Linked DNA regions of Mus musculus: region 1 is linked to region 2. A link is a contact called in public ChIA-PET data. All regions are on one chromosome and are shown on one strand. Each heading gives the region's core, a stretch centred on a gene start, on an enhancer-like site or on the middle of the called end of the contact. The rest is flanking DNA. Distances are from core to core; before and after follow the strand shown.

Region 1 (6,333 bases), core at 3,529-6,028, 94 kb after region 2:
TGGTCTAGGAAAAATGATAATGCATTCTCCTATTATTTTTAGAAAATGATTTGATTCAGTTAAAACAAAAAACCAGACATTGGCCCTATTTTTCAAGTTCTTTTCCTGTCTATAAAGCATGGCATGGGTCTATTAATTTCCTATGTAAAACCAGCTGAGGAATAGTCTCCTTCTGAAACCCTCTCCTCTTATACCTCAATACTGTGAGAATTTGCTTCACCCCCCACCACCTTGTTCCTATAGCGTATTTTTAGCTCCTTAGACTCTATGGCACTCAGTAGCATCAGAAGACGCCAATGAAAGGGCAGTTGCAGACAAGATAGCAAAGACCTCGTTGTGGTCTTAATGGCTGCAGCAGGGCAGGCAAGCCTGGCAGAGTTCCTGCTGTCTCCAGCCAGAGCTGACAACTGCCCAGGAGCTGGACTTCCTTGCAGATCAGACTCTAATGTGGGATGTGATTTCACTGAGTTCAGGAGGATTGGGCAGAGAGGGCAATAAAGAAAAGACTTAGCATGATGGAATGGCCTTTTACACAGCCCTAGAGAGCCTGGAGGAACACCACCCATTGCCCCATCCTGCTTCTCGAGTCAAAGCAAACTGAGGCCAGATGTTAGCTTTAGCCAGAGTTTGGAAATACCATCCCTCAGTTTTCAATATATTTTTCCCTTTAAAAAAAAAAAAAAGAGTAATGAATCTGAGCTTTACCCAGAGCAAGAGAAATGAGATGCTGTCAAGCAAGTCATTTTGAAGGGAAGAGGTAACATTCTCTAGCAGAAGGCTCAATGCGGTTATGCAAAATTTCCTTTTATAAAAGACCATTACTGTCCTAGGATAAATACAAAGTGCTGCTGTATGTAAGCATTTACTGCTCGATGTGATTTGATGTTTCTATGCTTTCCACAATGATCTTTGCTCTCAAAGGTAGTTCTGGCTCCTTAGTTTAAATTAGAACTCTGTTACTTAGCTGACATAATGCAATTGCAAGGGAATAACACATTTATATTCTATTCATCAACATTAGTACGAAATGCAAATTTACTATGGAACCTGATGCGCATGCATCCTTCTCTTAAGATGCAGGAAGTGGAGGCGGTCTTATTTCCAATGAGAAAAGCGTGAATGATCTGCACCATGGAGATCCTGATGCTTGTGAAACCAGAGGGACACCATCCCAGCAGGAACCAAGAACTTACACACACTCAAGACGAGCTTAGCTTGATAATTATGTTTCTGACAAATAATGTCAGCTGGTTTCTCCTATGGGATTGACTAGCTCCTATCAGGCTTCTATGAAAGATGAGTACTCTTAAAAAAGATCTAGCCATCAATTTTTCTTAATTTCATATTTTATTTCTCAAATGCCAAATTAAGAAAATGCAAATTTTACTTGTATGTTGGCATTCTACTAGCACGTGTGAATACTAAGAAAGTGACCAAGAGTTGCACGTGTAGGGTCTTAGATATTTTCATATATATTTATTTTATGCACCTCTCCTTTAACATAACCTACATTCTCTTTGGCTATGATCAAGGAAGTCTTGGCAGCTAAGGCAAAGCAATTATACTCACGGTTGGCAGAGCTTCACCAGGTCTTGATCAGTGGTATTGGGGGGCAGGCCTCGGATGTAGAGGTTTGTCTTGCTCAGCTGATCCCATCCTGAGTTGCTACTGCTGCTACTGTTGTTATTACTGCTGGTGGTGCTGGGACTGGGTGGGGCCATGGGGTGTGCTGGGACCAGAGACTGCTGCAAAACAAAAACCAGGGAGTGTCAGAGCAAAAGTAAGGGATCAAGCACCACTCAGAGGCTATGTGAGCTACCAAATAGAATAAAGACAGCAAAATTAAACACAGATTATCCTCAGCTACTGTGATCTAAAATTTAACTTACAGGTGAAAAAATATCTATTCATCTTTAGACAAACAACTCAAAAAACTCTCAATATGAAATAAAAGAATTTTACTCATCAATATCTGAAATGTGGATGAATTTATGGATAATCAATTTATTCAGACATTTTAAGGAACACATCTCCTGAGGCTCAAAATTAACTTGCATGAGGTCACATGATACTGTTGTCATCTTAATATACACTAGTTTAGAAATCACCAGGCTTTTGAAAAGCCTTCAGATTCTGAAGACTATTTGATTGAAAGTAGCTGATTATTTAAAGTACTCTTTAAAAGGAGACTACTCTTAAAATGTCAGAAAGTTAGAGCTTCACCCAGAGCCTCTCACTTCTAAGCTAGATCTGTGGCTTCATGGAGACATCTGGATGAGATTCACTGCACGATGCTTCACTCTGGCTGACCTTGTGAAATTTAACCCCTGTGAGAAAGCTGTGGCAGTTGGAAACCTTCCCAAGAGGGCATCTTGTAAAGCCTGCAGCTAAGGGTTTCTCAGGCTTGGCTCTCCAGTCAGCAGCCACCTAGGAAGAGTGTCTGAAGTATGCACACCAGATACTGCTGCTCTGAGCGCGAGCTGGTGGAGGGAAACCACAGCTCTCTGACCCTAGGCCCCACACAAGACTTTTGAGGAAGTTAAAGGGCTCAGCCCAATGACAGTGAGGTGGACCCAAACTGTCCTCACAGCCAATGTGCCGCAGGAGCAGGAAGTAGTCTCCTTCATATTTTCTATAAATATGAAATATATTAAGTAGTAAATATATTAAGCCAAGAATAGCAGTTACACAACAGTTTGAACATACAAAAACCTAAATACTTGCCAGACATGCAACAAAGATTTCAAATATTGATGTCAGACATTTACTACTACAGACAAAAATGTATTCCATAAGGCATATGGAAGAAAAATTAAACTCCACAGCAGAAAATGTGAACAGTCAACATATACAACTCTCATGTATCTTGCCAGCAATTTCAGATGCCCACTGTAGACATCATGGTCTGTGCCTAGCTTCTGCCATGAACATGCTAATTCCACAACATCTTAACAAGCTGAGAACTCAGTAACTCTTTCTTCTGGTCCTTTACCTTCGTCCCTCTCCGTTCAGGGTCCCTGCTACGTTGTCACTCAAATACTACTTCATCTAAAGAGACTCTTTCAGAAGGAGAGTACTTGGAAAAACTGATCAAAGGATGAGGAAATTCTACTTCATAAGAGCTGAACTTGAGTTAGGAATATTGTTATTGCTTAATCTAAAACCCAAACTGCCCTGCCTGAGATTCTATCCTTCCAACCCATGCTTTATAGCTTTCAGGGGCAAGTAAATTCACATGCTGTGTCTATAATCTATGGACTATAGGCACTGGTTTCTAGGTATAAAACCACCTGGCCCTGTCTCCTGTTATGCCACAGATGTCACACAAAACTCTGTTCTTCTTTACTCAAGTCTCAGTATCTCCATGTATCCATTCTCTTTTCTTCTCATAGTTAAACTGAGATCTAGACAGGTACACTCATTAGCCCCCATCTACCAAGCCTCTGACTGTCAAAGAAATGGTAACCATAGACAGAAGTAGGTAAGACCACATGTTCTCTTAAATGTCATGTAATCAGTGCCCAAGATACCATCCCAGAGCACAAGGCAATTGGTATAGATAGAAGGATAGAATGGCAGGATAGAAGATGCTGGCTATTGAACAAAATCAGGAATGAAGAGCTAGGCTGTAGTCAGAGGTAGAACATTTGCCTAACAGGCAGAGTCTTAGGTAAAATAATTATATGTGACACCAGGGATGACATCAGGAGAAGTAGTAGAAAAGGGCTGCGGTTTGGGGCCTTCCCAGCTCCTAACCTATTTGCAAAACTACAGCAGGGACACCAACCACAGACTTTCTAAACACTGCATTTCAATCCAAGTTGGGTCCATGCTATCCCTGATCTTATCTGGTTCTGAGTTGGGGGCATTTTGGGTGTGGACTTGTTCTGATTAGAACATATGGGTTATCATTAATTTGGGGACTTAGAATTAAAAATAGATTTTAATTTATTTATATATTATTGATGGAAAAGATCCATGATTTGTACTTCTAAATTTATAAGTGATTTACAGTATGACGCTTGATAGGCATCCATATTTATAATAACCATAGTTTGCCACAGAGGGAAGCAGGTGGGGAACCTTGATCTTCCTGCTGGGCTGCATGTCCGGGCACAGGACCTTCTAGAGTTCAGATTCCAAGAAGGGCACGAGGGTCCCAAATTCCCATGAGGACCACAAGGATGCTGACTCCTCTACAATGCAAAGTTCAAGTTAAACTTTACCCAAATCACAAGGCTTCCCAGAAGTATCGCAAGACAGAGAAGGATGCCTGAGAGAGAACTAAAGATTTCAGTCAGGGAAAAAAAAGGTATAGAAAATTTTAGATTAAAGATTACCTTTTTAGAACTCAGCAAGTCTGAGCAGGGACTACAGCTCAGTAGTAGACATGCACGAGAATCTGTGTTCAGTGACAACCCCCACCCCCATGTCCCCTAAGTGGCCCCATATCCCCACCCCCCACCCCCACAACACACACACACAAGGTCACTGGGTCTAAAAATGTAACCCCTATGGAGAACAGTACATGTTTAAGGACAAAAATCCCCCAAACAATAGAGACTTCACTCCTAAACATCCAGGAAGGATTGAGAATGGTCTAAACAGCCTGGGTACTAAGCATAAATGGGTGCCGATTTGCTAAGTGTTGCATGTTTTGTGTGCCCCGTGTCCTGCTTTCTGTCTCACTCAATAAACAGGTACAGCACTGTACTCTCAGTGTACAGATTAGGAAACTGTCTTAGGAGCACTTAACTACTGTGCAATGACACACAGTAAGTCTGGGCAGGGCTGCGGTTTGAACTGAGATATGCCAGATAACAAAGTCAGAACCTTCAACACCCTAAGTGGCCTCCCAACACCTCCCATCTCTTCAATGTGCCAAACTGCTTTCCTTCATTGGCTCTGCCCATCCTCTTGCAACCTAATTACCAAGTTCTTGCTACTTTGCAGTGTGACTCTTTGTACCACCAGCTGTTACACCAGAGCCAAAGGTGCCTCTGGATTAGTCTAATTAGCACGCGGTGAACTAGTGGAGGTAAAAAAAAAAAAAAAAAAAAAAAAAAACATTAGTTTGAAAAGGATTAAATAAATTCTGCTTTTAAATTGTCCTGTTAAAGAAAGGTTCTGAGAGTGAGAGAAGAGGTGACAGCTTGGCATGCATGCAGTTGGGTTCAACTGCACATTCGACAAGAAAGGATAAAGGGATGAATCTTTTGTTTTTTGTGAAACAGGGTCTTGCTACGTAGCCCCAGTCTGGCCTCAAATTCATAATCACTGGGCCTCCCAGGCACAGGGGTTGAAGGTCTGCACCACTACACCCAGCAAAATGAATGAATTTTGACAGCCACAATGGAAAACATTACAGAGGTTCTTTTAAAAGTTACAAACAATAGTCTAGCATCTATAATCCCAGCACTTGGGAGCCTGAGGCAGGGGGATTGAAAATTTGAGACCAGTCTGGGCTATATATAGTAAGATTCAATAAAACAACAAAAAAACATAAACAAAAAGAGAGCTATCATGACCCAATAATCACACTATATCTAAAGGGACTTGAAACCAGTGTGTCGGAGCAACACCTACACTTCCTTGATTGTATCAGCAACCGTTCACAAACCCCAACAAGTGGTAACAAACTAAATGTCCATCAAGTGATGGATAGGCCAGGAAAATGCTTACATTACACTGCAATTAGATGCAGTGGAATATTATTTAGCCATGAAAACTGACTCTGTGTTACACCATCATGGATAGAATTAGAGGTTATATGTTAAGAGAAATACACAGAAATGATGTCCATCATACATAAAATCTAAAACAGCCAATCTGGTACAAGTTGGGAGTACAATAGTGACTGCAGAGACTATGAAGAGTAGAGGGGAGGGGGCTGTGAATAGGTTTATCAAACCATGCCAAGTCAGTGGTCAGCAGGAGTGAGAGGGTTCAGTGTGCTATTTATTCTGTACCAGCACAAGTGCTGATAACGTGAATGGACTGAATGTTTCAAAAGGTAGAAAGGATTTTGAAAGTTTTCAACATGAAGAAATAATTTTTGAGGAGAGAGGTTTATCCTGATTTATACAATGGGTAATACATTTATGGAAATATCACAATACCCCATTAACATGTACAATTGTATATTTTAATATATCAGTTAAAATAATTTGATGGAAGTAAATAAGTCATTGATCTCATTAAGATTATTAAAAGTGAGAGAATGAACTCTGGACATGCCTTCTGAAAGCTACCATGGGATAACGCTGGAAACTGCAGTCAGAATTTTAATGTTTGACATGAAGTAGGGCAAAATTAAACCTTCACTTGTAAATA
Region 2 (7,055 bases), core at 4,094-6,593:
GCTTCTCAGGAGAAATGCTGTGGTCCTTCACAGATCTCCCAAACTTCTTACATAGCTCTTGATTTTGTTACTTGACATTGCCACATCAAGACGATAAACTTACCATTTCTCCCTCAAGGAACAATTCATTCGAGATCATGTCATGTTACCTTGCTTTCCAATGTGTTATACAGTATCTTAAGGAAAAAAAAATATTTTTATGTCTATTTGGGTGCCTACAGAGACTGGTAGAGGGCACTGAATCTGGAGTTACAGGTGGTCATGGGCTTCCTGGGTATTGGGAGCCAAAGTTGGATCCTCTGGAAGAGCTGCTCCAGTCTTAACGAATGGGCCATCTCTCCTGCATTTGCATAATAATTTGCATAGTTTTAGACATAAATAAAAATGTTCCACAGGCCTTTCCATAAGGTCTTTATCCACTAAGCACTCTGAAATACAGTCTCAACTTTCATACTTAAATATTTCATACTTAAGGTTGTATTGTACCTACAATTCTGTACTCAACACCTTGGCATGAGTACTCTTCTGGTCACCAAAGTTCTCGCTTCATATTTCAAGAATCTATCATGCTCCCAATTAGTCAGGAAGGAAACTGTTGTGAGTCTTTGGATGGAGCAGGGCAGGGGGCGATCCTGGTGACCTAGTGACTGCTGTCAGTTGAGGTACATGGGGGCGGCGAGCTGCTGGGGTGGAGTGTGCAGCCAGCAGTAAGGGGAAGAGATAAAACTGAGCTTCTCTGGGATGTTCAACCCAGAGAAGTACAGCGCTGTTGAGTGACAGTTGCTCACTTCAGACTGACTTCTTCTGGAACAGGATTCTGGCTTATTCCAGTTGGCAGAACCAACACTAGGAGGTGAAATGGCAAGAGTCTCCACTTGGCAAGAAGATGTGAAGGCTGTTAGAGATACTCTGTGAAGTGTGGGGAAGCATCATTAGAGGAACAAGCAGCAGAACAGCTTTAGGGGCACCAAAGGGTGGGGTATGTCTATTCTTCTTTATGTTCTGTGCCCATGTGAATGATCAAGTCTTCACATTTTAGAATAATAATAATAGCACTACTGTGTGTGTTTAAGCCAATGCCACCTGCTTTTAATTCGGAGCAGCTAGGGAGACCTAATGGTACTTTGTGCCTAGCTATGTGCTTGCCAGCTCTTTGGCTTTTGCTGTTCCGTGGCCACCTCTGGCCTTAGAAATCCCACCAAAGTCACTCTGCAGTCTAAGCAACAAAGCCCACAATGTGGGTGCTTGCTCCCATCTCTATGATTAATACGACTATTTGGGGTCTTCCGTTGAAGCCCAAATTTGAGCAGGACATGCTCTGAGACATTCAACACTCTCTGGCAGTTGGCCTTGAAGTTCGTACTGCCTCTGGTCTCTTTCTGGGCTCACACTGAAGGTTGAATAATAAAATCCTCCCTCTAGTGGCTCCAGCTCAAACATGATCTTATCTTACAGAGATGGAGCTCTAGTGCCTGAGACACTCTGGAGCCCATGAGTAAGATTCAAATTCCACTGCTGAGCACTTGATCCCCCAGAAGGCTATGCACGCACACCTCCTGGCTGTGCCAGTGACCCCAGATACTGATGATCCTGACCAGTGCACAGCAGCCAGCCACAGAGCACATGGTCACCACCCTGTCCCCAGCCATGGCTGAAGATGCTGATCTCACTGCTTTGGTATTTAAGAAACCGCTTAGCTTTCTTCAAACCCAAGTTCTGATTCTTCTGCCCTCCCCCAACTACTGGATACATTAGGCTTTTTGTGGAAAGGGGAAGAGGGAGAGTGTGATAGGCTGATGATCTCTGTAGCAATGTTTCTGGGTCTGTCTCTTTTGGGCTGTGCAGACGGGGAGAAGCTACTTACTGTTGGTTGTGTGTCCAAATTTAAACAGTCCCTAAGGGGCTAGGGAGCCTCACCTTTCTCCCACTGATATTGTATTTGTGCTCCCTTGGACATACAGAGGGCCTTCACTCATCAAGTCAAGGATGCTGGGGTACCGGGACTCTAGCACTCTGCAATGCCACCAAAGGCAGCAAGCACACACTAGAGAACTGTTGTATCCATACTTTTCCTTTTTCCAACCCACAGTTCAACCTTTCCACTTTGCCGACTAGAAGGTAATTTTGACACAAGCTAACCTCCCAGCAAACTTTGGCTTATCCACAGAAGTGCTGCCCCTTGTCTTTGTATACTAAGTCAACATGTAACTACGTCAAGTTCCATGTACATAGGTGTTCCTAAACTCCTGGAAATGGCTAGCCCATGTCCATCATTCTGCATGAGAATTAGAGAGTCCTCAATGAAATATTTAAGGGAAAAATACCTCTGCATTGCACATGCATGGACTATCTTCCTGTCATTATGAACGTTACAATATAACTGTTATTAGACAGCATTTTGTTGCATTAGGCATCACACAAGATCTAGCAATGACTCAAACTATATAGGCAGTTATATGCAAATATTTATTTATTCATTCATTTAATTTATGAGTACACTGTAGCTCTCTTCCATTACACCACAAGAGGGCCTCAGATCCCATTACAGATGTTGTGAGCCACCATGTGGTTGCTGGGGACTGAACTCAGGATCTCTGGGAAGAACAGTCAGTGCTCTTAACCACTGAACCATCTCTAGCCCCCACAAATTTATTACTTAAGGGACTTAAGTATGTGTGGATCTTGGCATCTATGGAGTCTTAGGACCCATACCCCCTGTGGATACCAAGGGATGACTGTCTAATGTAGTCAGTTGGATACACAGGGAACGTGAGACCTTATTAGGTTAACAAAGCTTACGATGCCATGCAACTTAGTGATTCCTCTGGCTTCTGCTGTTATTCATAGGGAAGGGCACATAGGTATGTAGTTAGTAAGCGTGGTGGCATCTATTCCTTAAGTTCCGAAATGCCCTTTTTGTCTGAAGCCATGCTCCGCCTGGGATGTGGCATCCTTTGTCTCTGAAGCATTGCTCAGCATCAAGGGGACATATTTCCTCTGCTCAAGAAGCCATCAAGAACTGGGTATAGGGTTTCTCAGCTGTTCCAAGTAAAGGGATCTACATGTCTCTTACCTAATTCAGACAGCACGCCACGGACCTCAGGAGTCATTCAGAAACGAGGGCCTGCGGGACGGTGCAGCGAGCTGACTGAATTTGATCTCTAGGGTCACACGGCAGAGACAGAACTTAACTTACACAAGTTGTCCCCTGACTCCCAAGTGTGCACTGTGGTTTATGAGCAGCCTTCCATCAAACATACACAGAGCAACTGAACAACTGAAAATAAGAAATGTAGTGGGAATTCTACCCTCCACTCTGGTCGAGTCAACTATATGGACAGTACCATATGAACTCCATTAAAACATTTACTCTACTTTGGGTAGGTGTCAATTTTTGGTATTATATGCCTTCAATAAAGCAAGTCAGGGAGGGAAAAGAGAGGTCCCATCCCCATCCCCCAAGTGCATCATGGGTGCCTCCAATTGTGAACAAAGAACCCACTTTTAAAAGGCTGTGGTTTAATATAAGGTTATTTTGACATATTAGTGCTGGCTGCAAATAGGAAAATGTCTTTATTTTGTTCCAAGCAATGGGTAATTAATGCAAGAGCACCACCTAGGATGTCTGAGGCCAAGGACTGTTGCCAATACCACAAAAGAACCAGAAGCTCCAAAGCAGACCATGAGTGGGGTAGTTCGGGCTGGACTTAGGGCCAGGTGATATGTAATAGATATCTAAGGTCATAGCACAGATTTAAACAAGTAGCAACACAGGAGTGGAAAGGTTTCTTATTTTTTTTCAAGAAAATGGAATTTTCTGTCCATATGGAATCTGACCTAATTTTCAACTCAATTCTGAACCAGCCTACTGAGCTGACGAGCGAGGTCAGAGGTGAGGTGACATTTTGATGTGTGACTTCCATCTACTTTCAAAAAACCGACAGGAAGAAGAAAGTTTCAGATGTTTTTATTCAAAGGTTCTCAAAAGAAATAAAACAGAAAAAGCTAACAATCTGATCAAATGTACAGTTCAAAAATGTCTTTTGGCGTTTAACAAGTCCTAGGAAAGAAAACTACAGAGTCATCTTGAACCGGTAAATAAGTCACCACTGGCAAGTATGTAGCACTAGTAGAACAAAAATAAAAAATTAACTCTCTTGATCATATAGATATCTCTATGAAAATCTTTTTTTTCAATCTGTACAAAAGGTCTTTCTTCATAAATTAATTTTTTTTATAATTTAATGGCTGTCTACTATGTGATGTTTAACTGACATTTTTTTTCTTTTATATGTACAGAGGTTGTTTCCCAAATCTGACCCAGACGAGTATGGCACTTAGTTCAGACATACCTAGCAGCAGATCTCCCCTCCCCTACTGACTGAGCTATCAACTTTCTGTCTTAACTAATGGAAAAAAATATCAAGTAGTGAGAGTCTTGGGCTGATCAACATACTCGATCCACGGAGGGTGTGCTGCCTTCAGTCTGGACTTCACAAAGCACAAGTTTTAGGGAGCATAAAACCAATAATACCACAACTTAAAAAAAACAAAAACAGAAACAAAACCAAAACCAAGAACAAGAACAAAAACAAAAAACCCCACATTTCTCTTATGACTATGTAATTTTCACTAGAATCTACACTTTCAGAGCAGCAAGGATTTTTGAAACTATGAAATGTCGCTGACATCTATCATCAAATACAAGCAATAAAATTTAAGAACTAAAAAATACTCAAAAGAAGTAACTGCTTAGCCCTAGCTCCTGAGCTAGGAGGATTTGGTCGGTGGAAACAGGGAGGGCCAGCAACCTGTCCCAGCACAAAAGAAAAATAGCCTCTGAGGTAGATAACTGATCACGTACAGCTGACCAGACAAGTACACAGTTTTGGAAGACAACTTAATTCACCATTGCTTTTGAAAACGTATGCAACTGCCTTAATAAAAAAGAGTGTTAATAACAGTGAGTTATCTTGTATGTACTAAAGTAGAAATAACTGTATTTATGAATCAGGAATTTCATAGTTTCAAAGTTGGTTTTCTTTCCACGCAAACACCTGTAGTGATGACGTCAGAGGGCGGCACTGCCTGGATTCAAATCTTCCTTCATGCTTGCTTTTTTTTTTTTTTTTTTTTAATTTTTAAATTTTTTAAATTTTGTCTCTGTGAGTCCATACATCAGTTAAAATTATAAAACCTAATGCGAAGGTACAAAAAAGGCACATTCTCCTAACCGCAAACTGGTCCGGCAAAAAAGAAAGGACAGACAGGATGTGACGCTGAGATAGGTGGAGCTGCTGGCTACTGGCTCGTCGGTCTTTGGTGAAGTTACCTTTAAAAGTGCCAAGTCATTTGTTTGTTTGTTTGTTTAGTTTTTCAAATTTACCTAATAGAGAATGAGAGTGAGAGAGGGGTGGGGGGAAGAGAGAGAGGGGGGTGGGGAGAAGGAGAGAGAGAGAGAGAGCTCGTAGCCAATCGTTTTCCTTCTGGTCATATCTCAGCTTAGGTTTGAAGAGAAATCCTTACTTTTAGCTTTCACCATCTAGTTTCAACAGCAACCCCATTTTCCCCCCCGCCATCGGTTTCTCAGATCTCAAGCGTGGTTCTCTTTCTAAAGCACTATGTTAGTATAAAGGACAAAACATTCGGTGACTCCCCTCCCCCGCCCCCCGCCCCCGCCCCATCCCCGCAGCTACCTACACTAAACCTAGAACATCGTTAAGTTTTATTTTTTTTTCTTCCTGAAAAAAAGGCAAAAAAGACTTTACATTGCATCATACAGCAGATATCCTAAATCAGTCACACTATTAGGGGAAACTGTTAGTGTACAGCCTTATAAACAATTTACCCTATTAAAAGTCCCCCCAGTCAGAAAATGTGTTTCACACAAAACAGTTTTCCCTCCTTGCACTTCACTACCTTACACGCTATGTGAAAAATCATTAAAAACACCTACTACATATTTAAAAAAGCCAAAATTTCAGCAACTTTTATTGACTACCTTTTAAAAGCCCTAGGCTGCTGCTTACAAGGTGCACTAGACCAGCCCATTTGGTCAAAGCATTCTACATCATTAGGTTGAACTAACTTTACTGAAACAGCTACAGCATCAAAAGAGTTAAGGCAAATTGGAATTCATAGAAAAGGATAAGACACTTCACACTACGTCGAAAGAAAAAAACGGAGAGCTAAGCAAAGACAGTGAGGCCAACACTGAGTTACTGCGACACTCGCAAGCACGGGACACCATGGGTGAAGTCGGACAATTGAAACTTCAGAAAGCCCATTTCATACAGCTGAAAAAAAAAAGACAAATTAAACACAAAATGAACAAAACCACAAAAATCCGGTCATGCACTTGGATAAGTCTTCGTGGTCTTTGTGCATACCCAGAAAATTGAAGTTTTCTTTTTCTCTTTTTTTTTCTTTTTCTTTTTTTGCATCATTATATTTGATAAAAATCTTTGATTTTTTTTCCGTTTTTTTTTTTTTTTTTCGTTTTGTTTTTGTTTTTTACTAAAATAAACCTGTTCAGGGGAACAGCTACTAGATGAATTTAAGGGTTTTATGCACCTTATAGAACTTATAGCAAAAATAGTTTTAGTTGATTTCATTATAAATAACGTTTTCAAGAACCTGTGCAAAACTGTCAATAATTTCCTAAAGCACAATTGATCAGAAAAATCCATGATTGTTCAGCCTTCACACCCTTCTTCAGGTAAGAACTCCCTTCGGTACATCTGGAAAAGAAAGATAAAAGACCAATGTCTTTGCTGATTTAATAACCAAGTGGCAGTGCTTCGTCATCTTTTGTCTTAAAGAGATGAAGGCTGTGTGCCCATCCACGGTACCAGACGAAGGGACATAAACTGGGGACCTGGGGACTGCTTTCAATTTCTTGAGTCTACCTTTCAAATTTGGGACTTGCAAAATAGTTCCTTCCTCAAGGGAGTCCCAGCCAACTCCACATGGGTCTCAAAGGGTGACTTGGTGAGATCAACAAACAACACATACTGTTTGTTACCAGACAATCCAGCAGCTGGATTACGTATAGT

Evidence for each region. ChIA-PET counts read pairs in DNA pulled down with a chosen protein or histone mark.
Region 1: an RNA polymerase II ChIA-PET map of effector CD8 T cells shows a contact between it and region 2, with 6 read pairs. The contact joins two enhancer-like sites. A contact is called at or near these places in 1 of 15 datasets of contacts at CTCF or cohesin (CD8 T cells), 2 of 484 Hi-C or Micro-C datasets (CD8 T cells and uterus) and 2 of 115 datasets of contacts at active chromatin or transcription factors (CD8 T cells and effector CD8 T cells).

The regions. Positions count from the first base shown.
Region 1 is chr2:60,840,728-60,847,060 of GRCm38.p6, forward strand. Rbms1 (RNA binding motif, single stranded interacting protein 1) reads right to left here. Exons shown (of 14, transcript NM_001141931.1): 2 at 1,570-1,745. Among named protein-coding and RNA genes, the nearest start is that of Rbms1, 38 kb to the right of the region's middle. Within about 2 kb of position 4,779, at least 28 of the 459 cell types and tissues checked have an H3K27ac peak or open chromatin away from gene starts, as enhancers often do. A contact at or near this core is called in effector CD8 T cells, where this site is marked.
Region 2 is chr2:60,746,243-60,753,297 of GRCm38.p6, forward strand. It overlaps Rbms1 (RNA binding motif, single stranded interacting protein 1), which reads right to left. Exons shown (of 14, transcript NM_001141931.1): 14 at 5,711-6,740. Among named protein-coding and RNA genes, the nearest start is that of Gm33436, 57 kb to the left of the region's middle. Within about 2 kb of position 5,344, at least 18 of the 459 cell types and tissues checked have an H3K27ac peak or open chromatin away from gene starts, as enhancers often do. A contact at or near this core is called in effector CD8 T cells, where this site is marked.